Regions from separate parts of the Mus musculus genome. Here region 1 is linked to region 2. Evidence: chromatin contacts called from public HiChIP or PLAC-seq data. All regions are on one chromosome and are shown on one strand. Each heading gives the region's core, a stretch centred on a gene start, on an enhancer-like site or on the middle of the called end of the contact. The rest is flanking DNA. Distances are from core to core; before and after follow the strand shown. Region 1 has its middle 17 kb from the start of Gm45949. Region 2 overlaps Atxn1 (ataxin 1).

Evidence for each region. HiChIP or PLAC-seq counts read pairs in DNA pulled down with a chosen protein or histone mark.
Region 1: a FOXA1 HiChIP or PLAC-seq map of pancreatic cancer cells shows a contact between it and region 2. The contact joins two enhancer-like sites. A contact is called at or near these places in 1 of 484 Hi-C or Micro-C datasets (pancreatic cancer cells) and 1 of 115 datasets of contacts at active chromatin or transcription factors (pancreatic cancer cells).

The regions. Positions count from the first base shown.
Region 1 is chr13:46,040,719-46,047,475 of GRCm38.p6, reverse strand. No RefSeq gene overlaps it. Among named protein-coding and RNA genes, the nearest start is that of Gm45949, 17 kb to the left of the region's middle. Within about 2 kb of position 4,210, at least 112 of the 459 cell types and tissues checked have an H3K27ac peak or open chromatin away from gene starts, as enhancers often do. A contact at or near this core is called in pancreatic cancer cells, where this site is marked.
Region 2 is chr13:45,693,026-45,700,658 of GRCm38.p6, reverse strand. Atxn1 (ataxin 1) reads left to right here. Exons shown (of 8, transcript NM_009124.6): 6 at 2,714-2,838. Among named protein-coding and RNA genes, the nearest start is that of Gm34582, 170 kb to the right of the region's middle. Within about 2 kb of position 5,473, at least 42 of the 459 cell types and tissues checked have an H3K27ac peak or open chromatin away from gene starts, as enhancers often do. A contact at or near this core is called in pancreatic cancer cells, where this site is marked.

The DNA of each region.
Region 1 (6,757 bases), core at 2,961-5,460, 350 kb before region 2:
AAGTTACTCAGACTGGCAACATATACAGGGTGGATATGCAGGACAAAAATTATGACTCCTGTTCCAGGCAGGATACAGTCAATGATTCATAATTCCATCATGATACTAAGAATGATTGCAAGTTAAAACATGAATTCTTAATTTCTGAAACTTTCCCAATAATATGTCAGATTAAAGATGACTAGGAGTCACCAAAGCTATCTAACTGACCTGGTGGAACTCATTATTTAATTTTTAGTTTGATTAAATATCAGCCCTAAGTTGTAATTCTGGATCTGTGAGACAATAGTAGAGTAAAGAATTGGAAGGCAGCCAAGTCAAGGAAGTGAAGATCTGTTTGTGCATCTTAGAGACAGGTGACTCTTGCTCACTCTGTCTGCCCCTTTCAGAGTAAATTCCCAGGTGTTTACAAAATGACAGCCAAAATCTAGGAAGATGTTCTGTTGCCAGACTCAAAGTGATAGGTACTTTATCTCTCCTGATAATGTTTACATAACATAAAAGTCCCTTACAATCAAATCACAAGGGTTGCTTAAATATATAGCAATTTTTATTTACCTATTCTGGTAGCCATACCTATAATGTTGCCATTTCACTTCTTGGGGTCTCTCCTAAGGAAATCATCAAGGAGATGTGTGAATACTTGACGACAATTATGTTCATTCCAAAATTGTGCATAATAGTAGTAGGCCAAAAACAATTCTTCATTCCTAGTCTAGGAGACTCAACACATGCAATGTGGTGTAGCCACTAGACAGTACATTATGACACCATTACAAAGTAGCTCGAAGAAGGACTTCAAATTATGTAGGGAAAGAATCACGGGCTATTGTTTGATGGGAACCAAAGATTTGTAAATGAGTATAAATGTCAGTCTTTCCATAGCTACAGAAGGTTAAATCTAATTAGGCCCCACAGATACCAAAGCGTACAGATGTTCAAGTCCCTTATATAAATTGATGAGGTGGTTTGTTTTTTTTTAATATAATGTAATCCACATCCATTGTCTTAGTCAATATTCTATTGCTTTGAAGAGACATTATGACCAAGGCAACTCTTTTTTTTTATTACATATTTTCCTCAATTACATTTCCAATGCTATACCAAAAGTCCCCCATTACCCCCCCCCTCTTCCCTACCCACTCATTCCCGTTTTTTTTTTTTTTTGGCCCTGGCGTTCCCCTGTACTGGGGCATATACAGTTTGCGTGTCCAATGGGCCTCTCTTTCCAGTGATGGCCGACTAGGCCATCTTTTGATACATATGCAGCTAGAGTCAAGAGCTCCGGGGTACTGGTTAGTTCATAATGTTGATCCACCTATAGGGTTGCAGATCCCTTTAGCTCCTTGGGTACTTTCTCTAGTTCCTCCATTGGGGGCCGTGTGATCCATCCAATAGCAACTCTTAAACGAAGGCATTTAATTGGGGGCTTGGTTACCGTTTCAGAGGCTTGGTCTCTTATCATCAAGGCAGGGAGCATAGCAGCAGACAGGAATGGTGCTGGAGAAGTAGTTGAGAGCTATATCTTGATCTACAATCAGAGGAAGAACCTGGGCCTGGTATGGGCTTTTAAAACTTCAAAGCCCACTCCCAGTGACACATTTCCTCCAACAAGGCCACACCTCCTAATCCTTCTAATCCTATCAAAGTGGCCCACTCCCTAGTTACCAATCATTCCAATCTACGAGCCTATAGGGGCCATTCAAACCACCATATCCACTCTCCCATATATGAGTGTGTGAGTGTGTGTGTGTCTGTGTATGAGTGTGTGTGTGTCTGTGTATGAGTGTGTGTGTGTCTGTGTATGAGTGTGTGTCTATGTGTCTGTGTGTGTGAGTGTGTATGTGTGTATGTGTCTGTGTGTCTGTGTGTATATGTGTGTGAGTGTGTGTGTGCCTGTGTATGATGTGTGTGTCTGTGTGTGTGTCTGTGTCTGAGTGTGTGTATCTGTGTATGAGTGTGTGTGTCTGTGTATGAGTGTGTGTGTGTCTGTGTATGAGTGTGTGTCTATGTGTCTATGTGTGTGTGTGTGTGTGTATGTGTCTGTGTTTCTGTGTGTATATGTGTGTGAGTGTGTGTGTGTGCCTGTGTATGAATGTGTGTGTCTGTGTGTCTGTGTCTGAGTGTGTGTGTCTGTGTCTGAGTGTGTGTGTCTGTGTATGAGTGTGTGTGTCTGTGTGTGAGTGTGTCTGTGTGTGTGGTGCTGGGACTCAAACCAAGGGTCTCATGTGTGTTAGGTAAGTGCTCTGCCCCTGAACTGAGTTTCTAACCCTCTCACATATTTTAACTAATCTCTAAGTTCCTCACAATGGCTTAATACAATGCAAATGCTATGCAAACATTTGTCATACTGCATTGTTTAGAGATGACGGGGTGGGAGTGGATCTGTGCATGTTCAGTGTGCAGACACAATCTCTTTCCCAACATTTCCTTCCAGGGTTGGTGAAATCTGTCAATGCTGAACCTGCAGATTGTGAAGACCAACAATGCAAAGGGATCCTGTTGTTACTTGTACACGCATAAGGTGCTCCAAAAACTGACTTCAGTGATAAAGATCAATAGGTCGCCTCTGAATGACATAGACATTCACCTTTGTTCCAGTCTCAGTTCTATATCTACTACAATGAACATGTATGTAGTTTTCTAAAGATATGTTATTTTAAAACAGCAACCAAACCAACCCACCAGACAAGCCAGTCCTGAGTCAGCAGTCTGATCTGGGATGCTAAGGACCGCCGAGTTTTATACTTATCTCCTGTTTCTCTCACCTTCTTGTACCATTTGGGTGTATTACTCTCTGTACTGCCTGACACAGGCATGGTGTTCTCATGTGTGCATCTTCTGAGTTACCATATCCCCAGCATGAAAGATAAAAAAAGTCATGAAGCCACCCTAGGTTTACACAGAGATCTGGAAAATGTCAACATAGACATATCCTGAAATCTATGCTAACCCTGAACTCCTTCCTCCATCCTCTTACTTGGTTGGGTATATCAAGTCGCCACATTACTCAAAATATCATTGTTAACTGGATAAATCCAACACTAAGGAGGCTGAGGCAGGAGGATCAACAGGCCATCCTTGGCTACTTAGTGAAACTCTTTAGAAATAAACAAGCAAGCAAGCAAACAAACAAAACAAAACAAAAAACCCCACAAAACAAAAGTCATAGTAAATTCATTGTGGCGGGCCCTAAGTGGAAATGACCCTTAGCAAATGTTATCTTTCTCACTGTGTAAGCATACTCTCTGGGTTTAAATAATTAATTACACATAGCAATGGCTGTTTCAGCCAAGCTTGGAATTCGAGTCCTTTGTTAGGAGAACATCTTTATCAGTACAATTCATCAAAGGGAAACATCAAATAAAATCTTTTCCCAGGCAGTATTCTCAATGATAAGTGAAGGATGATCTCAGAAGGGGGGAATCTCATCCCTTCCCCCTCCTTCCTCCTTGAGCATTCAGAGAAAGCGTGGTAGAAACACCTGACCTCTCCCTCTAAGCCCTGGATTGGTCTTGCCTGTAAAGACATCATTGGTACATGCCTTCAGGGAATTTATGCCATCTAATTGGAGTTATACTGACCATAGGGCGTTCCCTGGAATGCCTACTGCAGCGTTAGGCACCAGAGCACAGAACCCTACGCAGGTAATTAGGGGACAGTACGAGCCCGTCTAGACTTTGGAATCATTCTGGTTCCAGCACGCCCAGCCAATCAATAGGCATTAATCATCCCGTGCTTATTGCTAACGTGACTCAGCCTCCGTGACTCATTGACATCACACACAGGGAAGTCTGTTGTGACTGGAGATGGGCAAGACAATTAGTCTAGAAACGAGCTTTGCCTGAAGGTGCAGACTATTCCAGCAAGGAGCGGGTAGAGTACCGAGGTTGGGTGGGGCACAAATGCAAGCCCACAGGGAGCCCTGCGCAGCGCAAGGAGGGGCACCTACCTAGCATTGTCTGCCCAGTTGGCATAGCAGAGTGTGCACGGTTTCGATTTCCAAATATTTTTTCATTTATGGATACGTTATCTTTCTAACTCCCTCATAGGCTCGGGAAGGGAAGGGTAGGGGCCACAGTGGGTCCCATCTCCGTCTCTGGTGCCTAACTCTGGCTAGAGAGAGGTGGCCACCTAGGAGTAGTGTCACGCGCTGCTTGTCTCCTTGGTGATAGCTCTGCTTCCGGCAAAGATCTCGTAGGCTGACCCAATAAAGGTGACGATCTCACGGGGGTTGTCAAGCTTCGGTGCCCAGCGAAACTTCTTTGGCCTGCTAATCACTGCAAAACAGGCTCTCTCACAGAGTTCCCCTCCTTCCTGTTCTCAGCTAGAAATACCATGAGAACAGACTGTCTCACAGTGTTTTCAGACTTCCACTCCCAGTCCCTGCCAAAAGCAGGAAGTGCAGAAGTGGGCGATAATTCTTTCTTTTCTTTTTCCCTTTCTTTTTTTTTTTTTCTCCTTTTTCTTTTTAGAACACTTTATTAAAGAGTTTTGGTTGTTACTTGTTTTGTTTTGCTTTTTTACCCCCCACCCCCACCCCGAACCTCATTAGAATTAATTTGAGCAATACTTCCAATTTACATGATGATTTGAAAAAACATTACATGAGGTATTTCTTACTCTACACAGGGCTCTGATCCAGTGGGCGCGGGGTGGGGGGGGGGAGGGGGTCCCTTCTTCCCCACAGTTCTGTAATAACACCACATATCTTGGACATGACGCCTACCTTCACACAAACATCCCTTCCCAATCGAGTCTGCTTTCCTTGCTTGTCTGTGCTTTACCCATTAGTCGACCGTTTCAATTTGTGGAAACTGGACACAGACACTGAGTGCCATCGAAAGGACTAGGGGCCACTGGGTTTAAGTATACCATTGAAGGTGGAGGAGGGACGAGTGGGAGGGGGAGAGGAGAGGGAAGAAGAGGGAGGGTGGAGAGAAGAGCAGAGGGAGAAGGAGGGAGAAGAGAGGAAGCGAGCAGAGAAGCCATGTAAGGCCGAGAAAAGGAAGGAAAGGCTAGGAAGCAAAGCTGAATCACAGGCCAAGGAAGCCATTTCCCCTGCAGTAGACCTGTGTTCTATGCTCACGTGAAGCCATTTGATCACCTGGCCATTTGAACATAAACAATACGGAAATAGGATCACCGACTTGGCAGGGCCTTGATCCACAAGGCTAGCGGCTTATCAGAAGAGGGACAGCAAAGTAATCTTGCCCTTGTTGCACACACAGAAGGAAGGCCGCCTGAGGACAGCCGGGAGAAATCAGCCATAGACGTTAGACTTGCAAGCCTCCTCAAGAATTCTGGGAAATAATTAAGCAATGTGTAAATCAGCCAGGCTGTGAGATTTAGTTTTCACAGCTCTGGAAGGCTAATGGATAGATTATCACTAATGAAACTAAGGTTGCAGGTTTTCCATATTGAGGGCAGAGCCTTCTGACGGTCCACTCCACGATGGCTGGACACACCTTGTGGGAGCAATGGCTTCCTCTGCTGGTCAGTATCTTAAGAAGCAGATCTAAGGTGACCTAGCATAGGACTTGAAGCGGGTGGGAGACCGAACGTCAGGCTGCAGCTAGTTCAGCTGAAGTTCACACACAGCGAACAGCAGGCTAATGTTAATTAGAAATGACTAATAAACGATGAGTCTTGGTCCAGCTTGCTTCCTCAGACAAAGCTGGGTCTGGTCTAAAACCCCGGAAGCTTGGGCTTCAGGATGCCAATCACCTCTGCTAAGCTCTGTACAGAATTTTGTATTGAATTCTAAGAAAAGCCTAGAGACTCTGTAAAATTATGCACACCCCCCCCCCAACTCACTCTTACACCAATTAAGTATGCATAATATATCTGGCCTGTGGTAGCCACTAGGATATTAGGAGAAAAGAAGCCAAAGCACTCAAGACAAATAATTGACTGAGTAAGTAGACTAGAAACAGAATTCAATCAAAACCAACCAAGGGGAGGAGGGGTGTGAGAGAAGAAAGGGCATCTGTGAATCCGTAAAGACTCAGCGGACACATACCAAGTCCAGTGTGCCTCTCCAGTGTCCCCAGCAGACACATACCAAGTCCAGTATGCCTCTCCAGTGTCCCCAAAGACTCTGACAGTGCACGGTTCTCACCTGCAGGGAAGCAGGATTTCTTGAAGTACCCCTTGATTCTAGGCAAGGTACCCAGGGGTTTGCATATGTCATCTCTATCATTTCTTGCAAGAGTCATGTGGGGTGGGCTTGGCTGTCACCCCTTGGTGGGAACACGGAGGGGAGGTGTGAGGTTGTTAAGGTGAACTCTGGCCCCCATATCCCCCCCTGACCATAAAGCCAGAAGAGTGCCAGCCAGTTTGTTAGAGCTGTCAGTGATTACCGTGAGCCAGGTCAAGAGCAGCAACAGGCAGGGGCTGGAGAAGAGGTGGGGACAGTGACACTCTATCTCCTGAATAATAATAACCTGAGCGATTTCCCAAATGGTGCTCTCTCCTTGTTGCTTCTCTGCGGGTCCCAATTTTGTTTTTTGGCAGAGTACACGGTGTCCGTGAATGAGCACAGGGCTGCAGGCAATGTCAGCCCTTTGGGCTCTCTTGCTCTTGCCTTTGTGATTCTCTAAAGGGCTCTGAGCTCTGGAAAATTAGGACTTTTCAATGCAAGAGCCATTAGCGATTGAGCCAAGCTTTGGACGTATAATTCTATGAGAACAAGAAAATCATGGGAATTTTTTGAAAACCTTGAAGCTGAATTCATCTTGCTCAGCTACAAAACCTT
Region 2 (7,633 bases), core at 4,224-6,723:
TTTATATGTTTTTCATTTTCATTGTTTCCTTTGGGTTTGACTTTGTTTCTGAGACAGGGCCTCCCTTTATAGGCCCAGCCTCACCTGCATTCTAACACTTATTATGTAGCTCAGGCTAGCCTGGAACTCATGGTCCGCCTACCGTCAGCCTCCCAATTTCAGTGATTGCAGGCATATGCCATCGTGCAGGTTTTAGCCCCCTTTGAGTGGATTTTCTTCAGCTGTGGCTAGCCTGTGATAAGATAGCATTTCTGTTCACTACTAGGTTGGGCTAACCTTTGGTACTTCAGGGAACCAGGACTTCCTTGCCTGTCACATGGTGTACAGTACTTCTGTGGAGTGGCTCTTCCTGGCAGATGTACCCAGTGCTTATTAACTCAGAGGGAAGAATTGCCTCCTCTCAGGTCACAGAAGGTAGTTGATGAAATAAGTAACAAAGAACTCCATCAAACCAGTAAGAGAAATGAGTCCAGCTCTAGAGGAGGCTCACTGATGCTTAGCCTATTTCCTTTGGCTGAAACCTGACGCCTGTTTCTAGGCCAGAGCTCTGCCACTGAGCTGCACCTCCAGCCTTGCCTGGGCTAAGCTCTACCTTTCACTTCTCTGCAAGCCTTCCCCAGCCCCACACTCCTCATCAGAGCATCTGTTGCCTCTTCCTGACGCTTGTCTGGGTTTCTAATCTTACACATTTTAAAAACACAGCTGGTACAGTTCCCTAAGGCTGTGACCCTCTGGGGTGAGAAGACCTCAGTCCTTGCCTCCCTTGTTCACTGTTCTGGCCCTGGTTGAGTGTAGTGGCATTAAAGTGAAGTTCTGTCCTCTGAATGTGCTAATTAATAAGAAAGCATTCCATAAGCTGGATCCACTATAAAAGCCACGATTAACTACAGGAGAACAGGCACCTTCTTCCTCCTTTCTGAACTAATTTTGTCTCTCCCTTTTAAAAAATTTATTTTGAGTTCTGCTAATCAGTGTTACCAATTCCAAATCTAAGAAGTGATATTATTTCACTCTCTTCCTCTTCCCCTTCTCTTCCTCCTCTTTCTCTTCCTCCTCCTCCTTCTTCTCTTCCTTCTTCTCTTCCTTCTGCTCCATCTCCTTCTCCTCCTCCTCCTCCATCATCATCATCATCACCATGCTATCATCATTGCTATTTTTATTATTATTTGAGAGAGCCACTTCATTTTTTCCTCTTGGAAATCACTCTTCCCACATCCGCAATGCTAAAACAACCAATCCCAAGAATGTTCAACTTGTGCTCATGACATTGGAAGAGAAAAACAAAACAAAACAAACAAACAAAAAAAACCAACCCTGACTGGAGCTGGCAACCCTATGCCTTCATTGTCCCTCAAAGCCACCGGTGCTCATTCATTCATCTCCCTCTGCTGTTGCTCCTCCCAGCACAGAAGCCAAAATGGTTTGATAGTACTGGTCTGGAAGCAATTGTTCCTGTGGGCCTGCCAGAAAGAAGGGGAGAATAAGAAATCCAGATGTAGAGCATTCTCTACTAGGCTGTGAGCAGGTCTTTGCCTTAAAACCCCAGCCAGCTGTATCCAGTCCTTTTCTCAGGAAGATCCTCCTTGGACCACCTTTGTGTATGTGAGTGTTAGAGTCACTGGCGAGACAATGTGGCAGCGAGGCAAGTGGAGACTTTCATAGCTCTGCAGACACTGGCACAAGAAACACCGTGGATCTGCAATTGAAGACAGCCCTTTGCTTGCGACCCAGATCACTATGCCCCTTCCTGGCTCTGTAGTGTGCCTTGTGTCCTTTCCAGTTTTAGCTTCCTGTCCTGTCCTTCCTTCCTTCCTACCTTTATGTTCTTAAATTTCTCCTGGAGATTCCAAGAATCTCCAATTCTGATCTTCTTCCCTCCTGCACCACAGCAGCATGGGGGTTGTGTCAATGTTTGAGTGCCCCAGGGAGAGCCTGATGCTTGGTCCTCAGCCAAAGCTAGGTTTTACCCTCTGGCTCAGAGAGCTCAGTGGCAGGCTGTGACCAATAATAACACCTTCTGTTGACATAGTGTCTGTCTTCTGGGGAACTTCGAGTGCTTCTCAAGAGCTCTTATTGATCTTCCCAGTCTCACTGGGAGGTATGAAAATGGCCAGAGATTGTAGTCTTCGCTTCCTTTTCCTGAGTTAAGTCAAGAGACTTATTTGGGGATCTTGTTTGTTTTTCCAGTGCTGGGGATTAGGCCCAGGAACTCAGGTGCTCCGAAAGTGCTATACATCTGAACTATACCTCTAACATTTTTCTCTCCTCTCTCTCTGACTCCCCTCCTCCCTCTCCTTGCTGGTTTTGGTATTTTTTGAGACAGGGTCTGACTTAGCTCTCCTGCTTCTACATCCCTAATACTAGGATTACAGGTGAACACCAGACTCTAACAAATAGTGAGTGGCTTCTTTTGAGCAAGTTTGTATATCACCTGGGATTAGGTTTGAAGTTTCCTAGAATTGGCTTCAACTTCATGGGAGAGGGAAAAAATGTAGGAAGAAAAAAAAGGTTGGTTATGTCAGATAGTCAATTAAACAAACAAACAAAAATATAGCACACAAATTAACTAACTAACTAACTAACTGAAACAGGTCCTGGTAAATGGTCTTTGCCGAAATATGACATTGGTTGACCAGATGTCCGGATTGTTGAATGATGTGATTGGATGGATGCATTTACCATATCCTTTTTTTCTGGGTTGTTCTCATGCCAGGTATTTCTAACCTCTCTGCGAAAGAAAGAAAGACACCACCAGAACCTGGGCATCCCAGCTGCTGAGGGAAGTTTCCATGGTGAAGTCTCAGGGAGGCTTCCTGGGAGCAGAGCATAGTGAATGCTGTAAGTGAACAACTGTCTGTGGACTTGCCTTGTAAAGATGGGTGAGCCCAGTGGGAGGGGCTGCTAGTGTGAGCCCTGGGTGTTGCCCAATGTGAGGGGCTATCAGTGTGAGCCCTGGATGATCACTCGTTTGTTTTGTTTTGTTTCGTTTCGTTTTGTTTTGTTTTTATTAACTACACACTTGCCTTTCCCCTAGCTGCTGTGGAGCAGAGCTGATGGTCTGCTTGTACACCAAAAGTGAATTACAGGGTTCTATGCTCTTGCAATTGGCATAGTCGGTGGTATCAAATGTATAGGGCAATATTGGCCACATTCCTCTAGCATGATGAATGAGATGAGGATTAAAGGCCTGGATTTCCATGCGTAACTAATATTATTATATGTCTTGGGTTTCTTTCACTTAACCAGAATGTTTGTTGTTGGTTTCTTATTTTTTTTTTCTTTTGCTACTGTTGCTGTTGTTGATTTGGTTTCGGGTTTTTGTTGTTGTTGCTTGGTTGATTAATTTGGTTTTTGTTTCTGTTGTTTTGGTTTTGGGTTTTGTTTGTTTGCTTGTTTTTAACCTTTAAAATGTCAGGCCTGTATGGAAGAATGGTTATTTAGGGTTTTTCTCTGTTTTAGAATTGGCTAATTTACTGGCTTTTATCAGGGTGATTGTCTGCGATGTTGGGATTAGTAAACCGTGCTTCATGTCAGCTGAAGACACTTGACAAGTTTCAGGGTCTGGTAGTTGATAAAGTGGCCCACTCTGAGCTTCGAGGAGCTTATTTGCTGTGAAATTTGAAATGGGTTTGCCTAGATCTGCTGTTTGAATGTGACTGTCACACACACACACACACACACACACACACACACACACACACACACCACACACACCCCATACACACACCACAAAATCTAGGAGAGTGTTGACCAGGAAAGAATATAACCACAGGAAAGTCCTGGATAGCCAGTTGATACTGCTGGGGGAAAAAAGTAATAATATCTTCGCCTTTCAGAACATAAAGAGCCAACTTCAATTAGAATCTGGGTGTGTGGTATACATGTAACTGGACATTTTATAACATATATATTATAAATGTTGAACTTTCTAGGTCTTTTTTAAAAATCATACTTACTGCCTGTCTGTGTTGGGGGAGAGGTTGAATGTCGGGGTCAGAGAATAGCTTGTTATTAGGTTCTTATTCACTGAAGTTTAAGTGGTCAGGCTTGGTAGCCTGTGCCCTTCCTTACCCACTGAATTTCTTGGTGACTCAATCACAGTTACTTTTCAGTCTTTTATCACTTACTCTTTATGATTGCCTAAAAGATTTCATAAAATTGAGATAGATACATCAAATATCCGAGAGAAAAAGGGTATTAATGTCAAAAGAATTCTCAAAACCATCTTGTGATATATATTAAAATATTTATCCCTATTTCGTAGTGGTTTAATAGTGTTGCCAAAATTAACTCGTTCAGTTTAAAACTTCCTGGAACCGGAGAGACGGCTCAGAGGTTGAGGGCACATGCTACTCTTCCAGAGGCCCAGAGTTCAGTTCCCAGCACCCACATCAGAGTAACACACTACTCTATGTGACTACAGCCCAAGGAGATTCAGTGCCCTCTACTGGCCTCCATGAGCAACTGCAGCTATGGAACACACTTGAATTTAAATGCAATACTTTGCTGCCCCTCATTGTAGCTGATGGAAGGCGCTGCTGTTTTAGCATGTTTTCACTGGTGGGTGTGCTCCCGTGGATTCTATAAGTTTGTGACTTGCCCTGGAACCCATGGCCATGTCCTTTATTCTTAGTCATACTGTTAAGGTCAAATATATCGATGACCCCAGGCAGTTCACCACCCCCATCACCACCAAAGAAAGTGTTATTTTATAAATCTGTGGGTTGCTGTACGCCTCCTAATCAATAAGCAACGGACATGTTGGTTTAGGGCTGCAGCATGGGGGGAGAATTGTATACGTTATTTTCTCATAAAAGTTTTCGTCACGCTCACGGACAACTCTGGGGCCCTGTTGGGTTTAAGTTTTAGGATGTTTCACCGCAAACACTGCTGGGCAGGTCACTTGCTGGCATCATGATGTTTTCTAAGTTGCTGTTTTCCTGGGAAGCATGAGTCTTACAGAAAGTCACTCTCAGACCTAACTTCCGTTTAAATGAGAGGAGTTACTTTGGTCCAGGCCAGCTTTGTGACTGTTATGGTGGGTTTGCCTTTTACACTGTTGCAATTAAGGGCTTATATCAGACCTCAGATATAAAAGTTCTCTAAGGTCCTGAAGAGTAAAATTGGAGATACCACACGGTCAACTCTAAGGCACTTGAAGAATCTCTCTGTAAACAGAGTGAGCAGAGAAGAAGAAAATGTGAAACTCCAGTGACCTCCTCAGGCATGCTTCGAGGACTTTCTTTTCACTGCTTGAATTGCTTGAACCTTGCCCCACCCTTCTAACCCTCCGTTTCTATTTTCAGCTTGGTCCTCATGCCCTGAGAGCCTTGAGGCCGGTGCCTCAGAAGGGTGTGACAAACAGGGATCGCCAAGGAATGTGTATTTGCACGCAGACGGGTATGAGTGTGGGTGTTGTCAGGTGTGAGCAGTGATCACAGCATCTTCGGCCAAGCGGTCCAGCCTCATCAGCTCCTGCCGACAACGCCTCAGCCTGATTACTCAGGCCTGTCTCATTAGCAGCCGCTCCCTTCTGTCACACTCTTCCTAACAGTTGGCCTTTACCCACAGAGGTGTGTGTGTCTCCACCTGGCTCTCAGAGAGCTGAGAGGCTTCAAGCCTTGCACAGGAAGGGGAAGGCACTGAAAGCTGAAGGAGGAGGAGTCAGGAGACCTGAATTTTGTAGTCGATGTGGCAAGTGGCCATGTGACCTGGGTCTCAGCACACACACACACACACACACACACACACACACACACACACACGGTGACACATTTCAAGATGGACAACAAGAGAAATGGAAGTGAATGACCTCTGCAGTTGTAGCTTTTGTGTCGAGTGTCACGGAGACATTGCTCTGCCGTGGAGCAGATCAGCTCCTCCTTTTTCCTCATTAACTCCTTTAAAAACCAATGGTTTGCTACAACCTAGGTTTCCGGTGCTTTTGGCTTAATGCGCTGAGTGTAGCCTTCTGATGTAAAGATGGCTTAGCACAGCACTTCTCAACCTGTGGGTCCTGGCCCCCTTGGGGGGGGGTCAACCAACCCTTTCACGGGAGTCGCCTAAGACCATCAGAAAGCACAGATATTTACATTATGATTCATGACAGTAGCAAAATTACAGTTGTGAAGTATCAGTGAAAATAATGTTATGACTGGAGGTCACCACAACCTGAGGAACCACCTTAGTAAAGTTGAGAGCCACTGGCTTAGCAGCTAAAGGGGCTCACAACAATTCTAACGATATATATTCAGGCCCTCAGCCCCCACGTGATCGAAGGAGAGACCCAACTCCTTCAAATTGTCCTCTGATCTCCCTATACGTTGACATGGTGTGTGTATGCCCAGATATATTTGTCGACACGCAAACGTGAGTAAATCTAACAACCTTTAAGATGTCCTTATTTTTAATTGTACATATGTGTGCATACATGAGTGAGAGTACTCTCAGCGGCCAGAAGGGGGTATCAGGTTCCCCGCAGCAGGAATTACAGGCTAATAGAAGCTAGACAATGTGGGTGCTGACAGCTTAGCAAGCCCAAGCGGTCCTCCTGTCTCCGTGCCCTGCCACCGTTTTAAGGTCACATGTGTCTCATGGCCATGTTTGACTTTTTGTGTAAGTGTTGGAGAGTCACAGTCTTATCCACTGATCTCACTGCAGTGTAGGAGTAGATGCTAAATGTCTGTGATATGTGTGATATTGCTGTGGGTAGGGAAAGCATTTAAGGCCATCATATTATAGTGTAACTATTAGTGAGCCTGGGGGATTTTGGGGTACTTAAAAAGCAAAATTCCACCCCACGCCGTTCCTCCTCTTTTCCAACTGAGTGGTTTGTGGTTTCTTGTCTATGAGCAGCCTACACATGACTGTCTACAGATGGCGATCTTTTTATCTCGTATAGCCCCGTCATTTCATTGACATCTGCGTTCCCTTTTATTCCTGGCACGGAGCTGGGCCGGAAGTGCTGCATGACACGGGAAGTTAGCTAAGCACAAGGTCACGGGGAGCGTTCCCCCTCAGGCATACCACTTAGAGGAAAGAATTGATGGGTTACTTCAGATGAGGCCCAGCTTCTGCTCTGTGGTGTTTGGGAGGAGAGAAAGCTACCAGAAGCCAGTTTTGGAAGGCCACATCATACTTCCCTGCTTCTGAGGATGACAGGAATGAAGGTGTCCTAAAGCTTGGGTGTTTTTCCAGCCCTTTATCAGAATAACTGCTTAGAATACCATTTAGAGTGCACCTAGGAAGAAGCAGGCAAAACCAAACAGCACTCTGCCTGTTCAAACAGCACAGAGACAAGGGGTGTGAATTCTGGTCTAGGAGTAAGAAAACCGCACGTGCACATTCTTCTAAGAACACTCAAGTGGTTTCCTGATGTGTCTGTCAGGTCGGAGTTTTTAGGTTTGCATCTGCGATACCAATTTCTAGATCATACAAACATTCTGAAATAGGTAAGAGGGTCTGAGAGAGGACATTTTATTATCATCTGTGTGTGTGTGTGTGTGTGTGTGTGTGTGTGTGTGTGTACAGGGGGTTCCCTCCACATGTTTAGTCCTTGTTTGAAATTGCAGGTTGGCCTGTGGACCACAGGTGAGGAGGCTCTGTCCTTTTCCATGCAGGATTCTACAAGGAT